3 separate regions of the Macaca mulatta genome follow, and regions 1 and 3 are each linked to region 2. Evidence: chromatin contacts called from public Hi-C data. All regions are on one chromosome and are shown on one strand. The core of a region is the stretch at or near the end of the contact, and the rest is flanking DNA. Distances in the headings are between cores, read along the strand shown.

Evidence for each region. Hi-C and Micro-C count contacts between places; a contact is called where the count stands out from the background.
Region 1: a contact with region 2 is called in a Hi-C map of fetal cortical plate, with 2.3 times the contacts expected there. The contact joins two enhancer-like sites. A contact is called at or near these places in 2 of 14 Hi-C or Micro-C datasets (fetal cortex germinal zone and fetal cortical plate).
Region 3: a Hi-C map of fetal cortex germinal zone shows a contact between it and region 2, with 2.3 times the contacts expected there. The contact joins two enhancer-like sites. A contact is called at or near these places in 2 of 14 Hi-C or Micro-C datasets (fetal cortex germinal zone and fetal cortical plate).

The regions. Positions count from the first base shown.
Region 1 is chr3:31,297,358-31,301,282 of T2T-MMU8v2.0, reverse strand. The region is part of intron 3 of LOC114676844; the gene reads left to right. Among named protein-coding and RNA genes, the nearest start is that of MIR99A, 120 kb to the right of the region's middle. Within about 2 kb of position 1,537, at least 15 of the 40 cell types and tissues checked have an H3K27ac peak or open chromatin away from gene starts, as enhancers often do. A contact at or near this core is called in fetal cortex germinal zone and fetal cortical plate, where this site is marked.
Region 2 is chr3:30,879,530-30,883,075 of T2T-MMU8v2.0, reverse strand. All of the region lies in intron 3 of LOC106997312 (a long non-coding RNA gene), which reads right to left. Among named protein-coding and RNA genes, the nearest start is that of MIR125B-2, 250 kb to the left of the region's middle. Within about 2 kb of position 2,280, at least 6 of the 40 cell types and tissues checked have an H3K27ac peak or open chromatin away from gene starts, as enhancers often do. A contact at or near this core is called in fetal cortex germinal zone and fetal cortical plate, where this site is marked.
Region 3 is chr3:30,547,225-30,551,321 of T2T-MMU8v2.0, reverse strand. No RefSeq gene overlaps it. Among named protein-coding and RNA genes, the nearest start is that of TRNAG-GCC, 260 kb to the right of the region's middle. Within about 2 kb of position 2,656, at least 3 of the 40 cell types and tissues checked have an H3K27ac peak or open chromatin away from gene starts, as enhancers often do. A contact at or near this core is called in fetal cortex germinal zone, where this site is marked.

The sequences.
Region 1 (3,925 bases), core at 288-2,787, 420 kb before region 2:
AGCATCAAACTATACACTGCTATATATGAAGCCAGATCCAATGGGAATCTTTTGAGTTTACATGTAGATCACTTTCAAAATAAGGATACTAGCCCTATTTGCTATGCAATATTATCATGACATGCATTTTTAATTAATTGGGCCTTTCAGTTTTTGTGCACCTATAAACCCTAATAGTTCAGCCTCTCTATAGGCATCTTTTCTACCTCCTATCTGAGGAAATAACATTTTATTATAAAATTACAGTTTTTTGTAATTTAGATCTCTAGTTTCTAAAATAAGAAAACAGACCTATCATTTGGGGCAAGAATAGAAACAAAATAAACTCTCCTGTTAAAGCAGAGGAAACAACTTTCTGACAAAAAAAAAAAAAATTGAAGACACAGCTTTGGTGTATTTCAGGAACATTTCACTTTTGTTCATCTTCTGACTGCACTGTGAACCCTCATAGCTAGATCAAAATTCGTTACATTAATAAACAAAAACAAAAATTCTGTCTATTTGCCTTACGTTAAAAGATATCCTTTTGCCTGATGCAACAATGGAAACTAAAATCTCTAAAGAGAAACGTGCTGGCTTCTCTCACCATCGTCGTCCAATAGGAAGGAATTTGGTCAGGAGTAAAAATAACTCAGTTATGGTCCATGTTATTACACTCTTCTGAGCTTCTTTCTCCCTTCCACATGTTGAATGACTTTCTGGTTTCTTTTTGCCACATACATAATGTTTGGCTCCTATCTCCTGTGCAATCAATCTTCATTATTGGATCTCTTCCCCCTCCTACAATCAGATCATTTTGATTATGACTTTAATTGTACATTCCCTAACTAACTTCTCTCTAGTTTATTTTTAACCTCAGACTACCTGTGGGCATAACGTTTTACAATTCAGAATGTGAATTTTACACTTAGTCTAACAACTAAATAAGCTTAGAAATTTAGGAATGGTAAATTAGGTCACTTGATGCTTTTTCACACAAGGAAAGCAAACTTCTTGTGTGCCTAGGTGTTGCTTTTGGAGAAACTTTCCTGAGCATTGAGGAGTCAGTGCTAACTCCTGCAACCACGTGAGTCTCTCCGACTCTGTGATGCCAACTTAACCATCTTGCTATAGTGGAAGAGCTTTAGGTTGGAGTGAATGGGTACCATCTTTGTTCTTAGGGGTGTACTCTAGGGACCTTGTTTTTGTAGGAACACACAAGGGCTATTTTAGTGTTAATTGGAACACATCAGAAGAGTTTACATTTGAATTTCAAAGAAACGTAGGAATCCTTGTTACCTTCAAATCTCAAACTTTCTCCATGATATAAAATATCAGTCTTCATTTAAAAGATCAGAAATTACCCCAATGACCAGATCCAAATGCTGAACAACAAACAGTCCAGATTTACCATGAGGAATAGGGTTAATATTTGCTCCCCAATGACAAATCCCAACCCGGAACAGATTTCAGCCAGGCAGCTAGCAAAGCTCGCGGGTGAACTGCACAGGCCATGGTGGGTGCAGAGCTCAGAGCCGGAAAGCAAACAGCTGCTGTAGCCTGATTTGAGTTAAAATAGTGTGAGTGTTTAGTCTGGCGCACGGCTTCAGGGGAGATTGGCAGCTGGGTCAAACAAAGTCCTTCCATTGGCTCCCTTCCCAGGCAGCTTCTGCTAGTGTTTAGGTACTAGTGTAGTGTAGAACCCTTTTCTCAGGCAAAACCTAACATCTGACCGCACCCTTTTTGCTATTTAAAAAAAAAAAAAAAAAAAAAAAAAAGCTTCTATTTTTTTTCCTCCTTTCGTTAAGATAAATTCTCCAGTAGACAACCTCTCCCACTAATTGTGTATTAGCAACGTATTTTATCTTGAGAGCTTGTACACTGGGCTCTCAACGTGGTGTGGAAGGTAGCCTGTTACAGTGCTGGATTCATAAAAGGGCCTTTATGGTTTGTGAAAGAATATCTGTGTGCTTAGGAAGGAAACTTTTTGATCTGCAGAAAAGCCAGAAGACATCTAGGTAAGACTGCGATATCAAATGTACTTTTTTTGGGGAAAATTGGGCAGTGAGACTGCTTCATCGCAACCAGTGTGAGTTTAGAGGGTGCATGTTCACTTTTGTAGAAGTTCAAAATGTACTGACGATTGTTTGCTTATTTTTTGTTTGTTTGTTTAAATCTTAAAGGAATACTGTCGTCTGCATTTTTACAATTTTGTTTTCTTCTATTGAACCGATTACAGTGGATATAGAGTTTTATTATATAGCGAAATCTTTGTAAACTGCCACAGAAAGAAAGTGTTATTTAGAAGGGAAATTGACAAGTTTTAAAGAGTAATTGTACAATCATTTGAGGACAGAGGAACACTGCATTATACTAATAAGGGTTTAATTACCAAAAAAAGTTTAATGTTGCTTTGGAAGGAATATTAAGTAAGTTGTCTTTGTCTCTTACTTTTTAATTTTAGTCGCTGATTTAGCCTGTTGGGTCACATTTTTTGTTAGTGCTGAAGGCTGCCATGAATCCATAATGAGGCCCCTTTGCACATGATTTTGGCACCTGGCCAAAATCAACTTCCCAGCGGCAAGCTTTCTCTAAAGAACCTGGAGCAATTTCTTTCTTTCTTTCTTTTTTTTTTTTGATCTGGAATCATGTCTGAAAGCTGCCACAACCAGTTGTATAGGCATGTCAAAATGACTTTATACAGTCAATATGAAACAAGCATTAAATATTTTTTTCTCATATTGGTGCTTTTATCATTATGAATTCCTTGCTTGTTGCCACCTAAGATACGATGGAACAAGCACAGTCTTAAAGAAGATTTACTGATTTTTTGTTTTTCTCAGCAGACCAGAGTAGGTATGATCATCTTATTGAGAAGTATACAGTGCAAAAAAGGTTTTTCAAAATACTGCAGGATAAATAACAAATGAAATCTTAAAATTGTTAGTCTCTGTAAGTAATACTCAGTGAACAGTAAGTAATGGAGTTTTCTAGAAGTTTCGTTGTGCGCGCAATTAAGCTTAACGTTTTAATAGTGTTTTTGTCTATGTTAAAATGTAGCATTTGGGATTTTTAAAATGTCAGCATTTGTTATATAATTTTAAAAACTTATTAACACCTTGATATTATTTCTAACAAATGTTTTAATAGAAATGCTTGGTGCATAGACATGGCTGAATAGCATTAAGTAATTGTGTTTAATTGCTGTTTTGCAATAAAAAGATAATTTTTCATGAAAGAAATTTTGAAGCTCAAAGGTACTTACATCCCATATCTGGAACTATTATTAATTTTGATATTACTATAACTGAATTTTGTTCTGTAAGCCAATTTTATACTCTAGTGTTTTAAGAGTTAAATTCACGAATGTCAATGAAATACTATAGTAATCAAATATTAACACCTCAGATTTTTCTATAGCCATTTTCAATAGTATCTTTAGACATTAAGCATGGGTACATTACAGAATAATTAAAAGCAGAAAAGTGTAATATTAGTTGCTCTATTTTTTTAAAACAAATTTTATTATCACTATCATAAATGCTATTATGCCTTGTGTGTTAATCTGTAGTAATCCAGAGTGCAACTTTATTTTACTAGAAACAGTCATATTTCTCTTTAAAATATTGATGGGAATCAGATATATTATTTTTTAAGAGTGACCTAATTAAGAGATTTCTTACTAGGCATGTTTATTCTGTATTTATCTCCCCTTTACGTATAGAATATTGCTAATTTTGGTGATAGAAAAGATCATATTAATTTTAGGTAAATTTTAGGATTAGAAAATGTCTCCTGATTTCCTTCAGGTCATTTTTGTAAATATACAATTTATATTTGCTTTCCTGTGGACTGAATTATGATACTGTAAATACCTTGCTATTAGTTTAACCAAGACATGGAGTGTTTTGAATTTTCATACCAGTCAACATTAAAATCCGTAGAA
Region 2 (3,546 bases), core at 1,031-3,530:
ATGATGCCATCCAGAATAAGCATCCATCTTGAAGTTCAAAGATCTGTTTTATAATCTAGCTCCTGTCACTCACTAGTTGTTGAGTTTGCATAGTCTTAATCACTGGCTCTTAGTTTCTTTTGATGCGATTGAGTTATCAAATCAGATGATCTATCAGTTCCTTTCTAGCCTTAAAATTTTCCAGTCTTTTAGAAGACCTCAATTCTACTTGGTAATGAAGAACTGATTAGGTATGGTAAAGTTGTGTTTAGCATTAGAGTTTTCTTCTGTCATTACTATTATATTAGATGATTTATCAAGGGTGGTTTTGGAAAATTATGTCTGAAAGTAGACAGTGGAAAAAAGGTTAAGAGAAATCCATTTGGTTTGGGGTTACCTGTTTATGTATATGAGTGTGTGTGTTATATGTGTGCATTTTGTATGTTCTTCTGTTTGTTTATTTTTTTGCCTCTTTTATGTTCTTTTGCATTTCTTACATTCAGAGTCTTTCAAGTGCCAAAAGAACCACATTTATGTGAAAGATTTTTTGGAGCATTATTGCCAACCTTCATTTGAAGCTGGAGTTTACAAAATCTTCACAGAGCCTATTTTAATGAGGTTTCCAGCTTTAATAAGAAGAGTGTGGTTGCTTAACTGAAATGACCTGCCAAAACTTTCTTAGGTTCATCCATGGTTACACTGAATATTAAAACTACTGAATAATAGATTGAAACAAGAGCATCAACATTCATCTAGAAAACAGAGCATTTTCGTCAACCTTTTACATTAAGAACAAGTCTTCTCAGAGCATATGTAGCAACAACTAATAATTCTTATTAAGCAACATTTACCACAGGTATAATTTGTGGTAGCTAATATTCTGTAAAATTGAATTTGCTTCAGAGTTTTGATTAAAATTATTCACTTCAGGCTCTGTGAATAAAAGAATGCTAGTAAAAATGAAGATTTCGCAAGTTGCTAAAACAAACTAGCTTTTGTTCTTGAAGTCTGAAAAAATACGAAAGCATATTTGTTTCCAGATGGAAGATAATTAACACAAAAAAAATCTGCTTTATCCATAAATATGGTTCCTTTTTAAATTTCAGTAAGTTCACCAAAATATATAAATTCCTTGGAACAAATTAAAGTAAAGCTGGTATTGGAGAAAAATTAAATAAGTTAGAACTAGTTTTTTTTTTCATTTTATTCAAATCATGGGAAAGATGTGTATTACAAGTTGAGAAATCATGTCTTTGTTAGTCTCATTATTTCTTTGTTCAAGGTGTTTGTTAGAATGAGAATCAGGCTGTCTATTGACAAAATTATGTGACAATCTGCATAATTATGTTGCATATGTGTGAAGCTAGTTATGAATGATTAGATTTTTGTTCAAAGTTAGAATGTCTTCATTTTATAAAAGCCAGTGACTGTGAAATGAATGGGATTTTTTTCATGGCAGCAAAAATATTTCCAAATTTCAGAATTAGACTGCCAGTATGAAAAGGACTTAGACTGAGTAACATTATTTACATCTATCCATTAATGATAGAAGCTAAATGAAAGAATTTGCATAAACACAACAGTATAAGTCACCACTAAGTATGGTGTAACTTAAATTATTTCTGTTCAAGTGCATTTAAAGTGTCAATTAATTGCCTCCATTTCAAATGCACACCTTTTCCCCAATTATCAAATTAAAATTTGAGCTGAATCAATGAGCACAATGATAGTTTAATTATATTAAACCACATGAAATAAACAGTGAGGAAGTGTTTGTGCAGATGGCCACCTGAGTCTGTCACCTCCAGGCATAGCCAATGACAAGTATCATTTCCTTGGTAAATAAAATCGCTTTATTTTACTGTCACTGCAGCATCTTTACTTTTAACAGAGAGGAGAATGGGTTGAGATAGAAAGATTTAAGGGAATTACAGAAGGAGAAATTGCAGACACAGATGTATTTTTTTTCTAAGGGCACCAGGTGTTTTAAATGCCACCAGAAGGGTGCTCCAGGCGATTCCGTGCTGTCCAAGATAGCTTGGCATAGATTATCTGAAAGCTTTTGTGTCTTTTCAGCTTTTGATTAAAGGCCAGTGTCAGGACTCCTCTGGGCTTTCGCTTGGTACAGTAAAGCCGAGGGATTTTTTTTTAAGCTGCTGCCAAAAAGATGCCAGTTAGGATAATTACATTTCAATTTAAATTGGTAATTTTATGAAAATTTAAACCAGAATATGTGTCACCCAAATCTCCTTACTTTCATTCCTCCCAAACATGCACACACACACCCCTCTTGTTTTGGGGGAGACAATGACAGCAGCCCACCAGAACCTTCCCATGACCCAGAGATATGTGCCAGGAATTAAACAGATGAGAGAAAATTGAACAGAGCCTGTTTTCTCCGTCCAAATGTATTTTCTAGCCTGGATTTAACACTAGTGTACATTGGAACCATCCCAGGGCATCCTAGCTTCTAGTATCTTTTTCCCGTGGACTCCAGCAAAAGAGGCTTTGGACCATAACTGTAGTATTTGAGACATTGTTTTCCATTCACAGTGAAGCTTTGTATTTGTTAACAGGATGTAGAAAAGGAATCAAACCTACTGAGAGTCTCTCACCCTCTTGGTGAAAGGACCAGGGACACAAGTGGCCAGATGAACCCTGAATTTTCTGTCTGCCACTTTCTTTTTCCAGGACACATACGCAAGCTTGGCAGCACCAACAAAGTGGAAGTAATGTTCCTTTGTTTAGAATGCAGTGTGTACGAACATTTACATAATAAAATACACACACAAATAACAGATGGTGAAGAGCCACTCATTTCGCCACATGTTGTAAGCACGATATCGTTCCTTGATGATCTCATTTCTCTTACTTCTGCCTACAGATGTCTACCAGCTATTTAACCTCAGAGGTTATTCAAATGGTGAAAGGTTTGAAGACAGGCACAAATCTGTCTACAGAATTTTCCTCTTCCATCAGGTACAAATGCCCTTTCTGGGTGGAGTTATCAATCCACAAAAATGCTATCTTCCGTCTAAAACACTAAACAATAAACTTCATTTCTCATGACACTTGTTGGGCAAACAATGTCTACGAAAGAGCACAATAAATACTGCCAATATGCTGACTTTGAAAGAGGTCTTTTCCCTTTAGCCTTTTGTTCTGAACGGAAAGTGTATTAATAATTTTGGTTATTAAGTGAATAGCCTTCTTTTATAGATGTGAGGAAGGGCCTTCGGAAATGAGTGGAAGTCTCCCGGATGCTGTTTGCTCACATGTCCAATCTGTAATTAGAGTTAAGCCTCAAATGTGTGGTAATAGATACGTTGTATAGATTTAACTGCCACTTCCCTCCCTAATTTACACTTAGATAACACTTCTCCTCCCAAAAGCACAAATTACATTCCTTTTAATTAGCTCCCAATGTACTTTGTTAAAGTACATTGAGAATGCGAATTACTAACCTATTAATTTATAAGCATACATTATTCAAAAGCACATAATCATTAATTAAATATCACAACACATAAGGAGGCAGAATTATCATACCCATTTTACAGAAATGAA
Region 3 (4,097 bases), core at 1,407-3,906, 330 kb after region 2:
CAGAATTAAGAACTAATTCTCTGAACTTACAGTGTGAGGATTACATCTACAGAGCAGACAGGCAAGTGGTTCTCAGAAACCATTCAGTTTTTAAAATACAATTTCTGGCAATATGTAAGATTGCTCATTATGGACCCTGCTCTTCTGTCCCTACCTTAATAACCAGGACCCCACTTTTCAACATTCTGAATATCACCAGTCTTAGGGAACCAAATCCTCCACTCCATCAAACACTTCTAGAAACTTCTTTGTAAAAGTGTCACTTGTGAATCCAGAAGAAGTGACTGACAGAGCAGGAGCATCACCATCTTGGACAAGTCCCTCATTCTGAAGTTCACCTTAACAGAAGCCACCTAAATCCAAAGGGCATCAGCCTAATGGCTAAGGTCAGCATGAATATAAACCACAAATAACATCTCCAACCAGAAACATGCCAAACTCCTCCACAACCAGGGACATGCTAGCCCCAAGGTAAATCCCACTCCAGGCCAGAAGGATGCCTGCCCCAAGACAACCCCCCTCCTCCCAGAGAGATTCCAACCCCGCCATAAACTTCTCCAACACATAAACATTCCAGGTTGTAATAAGCCCTCCCACCCTAAAACCAATATATACTCTTAGTCTGTACGAGAAAGCGCTCCTGACTGAAATCGGCCAGCAGCGCCTCTCAGGTTTTAACTAAAGGAAACCAGTCTTTAACTGCCAGCCACATTTCATGTTTCTTTCCTCTTTCTTTAACTCTTAAACTGACTATGTTCAATAATAAAGTCAATAAACAGGTCAAATAATATAAACATCCAGTTGATGTTTTCTGAATGTTAAATTTGTAAGACAACAAGTTCTACAATTCTATGGAACAGGGATATGAAAGGTAATGGGAAGTGGGGAGAACATTCAAAGATTCAAATCTTCATAGGTCTTTGCCAGATATTTATGACATGTTCTCAGGACACTGAACAACAGCAAGTGTTTGAGTTCTTAGAATAAATCACATCCAAAAACATTAGTTTTCAGAGCTTGAATAGACCTTAGAGATCATCAAAACCAAACTCCTTATTTTATGAACTAGAAAACTGCAGTGCTAAGAAAAACAATACCAGATATGATTAGCTTATACAGTTAGTTGGAGATGGGGGATTTGAATGCAGGTTTCTTGATGCATGGACCAGTCATTCTTTGGTAGTTTTAGTTCCACCTCTTCAGAGAAACCACAAATTATTTGAGAGAGTTGTGCTGTCATCTCTATCAATACAAAGTGTGCAATCTATAGGTAAAGTCTATTTAAGGAAGCTTTTAAATTACTCCTCTCAGCCTCTTAAGTTGTTCAGAGACAATCTCGACTCCATGAAATATATTTTCTAGTTAGTCTCATAGTATCCTCTTGATTTAATACTGTGGAGATAGGTTGAATATCTCAAAAACATGACTTAAGAATGACAGCAAGGGTCACCAGGCAATGTCTTTTCCACAGAAACAAAGAATTCAATCTTATAGATAACTCAAGAGAACAGAATCTCCTCATGATCATTCCCTCCTACTTTTCTGTTCTGTTCTTCTTTGCTGCTTTTAAACTCCTTTCCATTTCCTCTTTGCTTCTTTACATCTCTCTGCTCAAATATATACCAGAAACATTGGGACCAAGTCAGAGGTTTGAAGACTGAAAATTCTTTTCCTTTTGCTCACCACAGTGACTCTACCTATTCTCCTAACCCAGAATATATGAACAAGCTGCAACTCACTGCCTACTCTCTATTAGTTCCATTCTCCTTTGTTTTAAGGCCTCGGAATATTGCATATGGATAATAACATAAAAAGTAATAAGTCCTCTCACAGTTCCTTGTGAAATAAAAATCTAGCAAGGGGGGTGGGGAGGATTGACAGTCTAATCATCTATTATAATAGCAGTATTTTGTTTTTTGTTTTAAACAAACTGCAGTTTGGAATAGCAATGTGTTTTGTTTATCATGTCAAGTTCTTATGAAAGTATTTCAGTTGGATTTCATCCAAAATCTATAACTCACCATGTAATGCATAATTTTGCTGTCATATGGTTGCAAATTTTGACACTTATTTTGCCAGAAAATACAGGTATGAATATGAAAGAGGCCCCCTCAGAGATGTATTGCTTAGTATCCCACTAGTTCCTCAGCCTTTCTTTGTCAAAGCTTAACCAGCCAGTATTTTACCAAGTAGATTTTGTTGCCCTTTGTTTCTGTTTAGAGTTCCTTAAAAATTGCCCTTCAAAAAAATCCATAGGCTAATTTTTTTTATTTTTATTGCTAATTCTTCCTAATTCTTCAACATTAAATGACATACACTGTCTTGGATATTCATAGCTAAAATAATTGCAGACAATCTTACAATTTCCTTGAATGGTCATGGTTGTACAAAGAAACTTTTTATTACTCTTTCAATTGCACATAAAAATTATTCTTTTTCTTTATGGCTATGTACCTCAAAATTCTTTGTTTCAAGTATACACATAAGTCGTTAGTGAAAGCAAAATGGGTACTTTTTATCTAAGAAATGTTAAACTTAAGTTACTTTAAAATTCAGCATTTTCTGGGTTAAATTAGAACACTACTTCAATATCTGCAATTCAAATAAGTCCTCTGAGAAATTGGCCTCCATAACCAGTGACGTGCTGCTGAACTGAACAGATCTCCAAAATATCCTAACAGATTTCTTTCTTTCATTGTAGAATTGTTTCCATCTGGTGCTTAGATATTAAACCTGGAATATGTAAAGGCTCTCCTCTCTCACCCTGTTTGACTTCCAAATGCTGGCAAATAATTTGCATTGTCAATGAATTGAGGATTAAAATTTTGAACTTAACTGAGTAGTTGTAAGATGTGAAATTTAAAGTGATAGATCTTCAAAGTAGTGAATTTTTCTTTCTTTTAATTTTGAGAAATGGAGACTTGAAATGTTAGCTGTTTGTAGAACAGTCTAATTTGAATCTTATTTGCTTAAAAAGAATAAAAATTTTTAACCCAGGTTCAGGATATCAAAACATGAATTTATGAACAGTATTATAGGCCAAATTTTTGAGTACTTATATCAGAATGTTAGCATCTAAAAATACTTGTATGCATATATTTCAAGAGATAAGCAGATAGCTATTTAGATGTATGCATGTGGAAGTTTCCAAGACCCTCGGTCATTGACAGTGATTTCTTCATGAGAATTTTAAGGAGGCTTCACAGTAATATAAATTAATGTCTGACTTTTACGACTAGCAACATTTTTCATGGCATCTTAACTGGAAAGCACAGAATTACTTCTGAGAAACATAATTGCTTCCAGAAATGTTTAACCCACTAGGAGAAAGTTTACATGAAGTGAGCAATAGTCACAAGAAATGAATAAACCAATTCTATGCACACGGCAGTGTAAAAGGCTGGGAGCACGCATACAGGGATCTATAAGAGAATCAATGCAGGACACAATCATTCTGTTCAATTATTTTCTTATTGTCAGTAGTCTGGCAACTTCCACCCATTCCCCTTTAACACAGCGGTGGATAGCACATGGCTTCCAGAGCAAATAGTCAACCAGTTCTCGTTTCCAAACCTTCACACTTAGGTCTGTCTTCCCCCTCACCATTCATTTCTTTCTTACATTCCATTATACTTTCTTCACATTGTCTCTCATTTAATTGCTTCCTTTAATCTCTTTTTCTTAAATTTGATCTGCTTTGATCTGGAATATTCTCTGATACGCTGAAGTAAAACTGGTCATTCTCCATTCCATAGCTAGTTAAAAAGATAACTTAGAGTTCCTACACACACTTGGAACTGCTCACCATCTCTGCTGGTGTGCTCACATTTACTTTAAAAAAAAAAAAGTCTAAGAAGGCTTACAGGAAAGGGATCGACATTACCTTGAGAAGGACAGTTAAGAATGTTTTGCTGATAGGCATATAATCACTTGACTGATTCTCACAAACATTTGTGGGAATCTTTTGAAGTATCTTAGTCCAGTTCGGTCTCAGCAGGACCCAACATCTTGACCCAAAGGCCTCCAAACAAAAAGACTTTTTTTTTTTTTTTTTTTTGGTGAAAAAAAAATGTGAAAATTTTTTTCACATTCAAAAA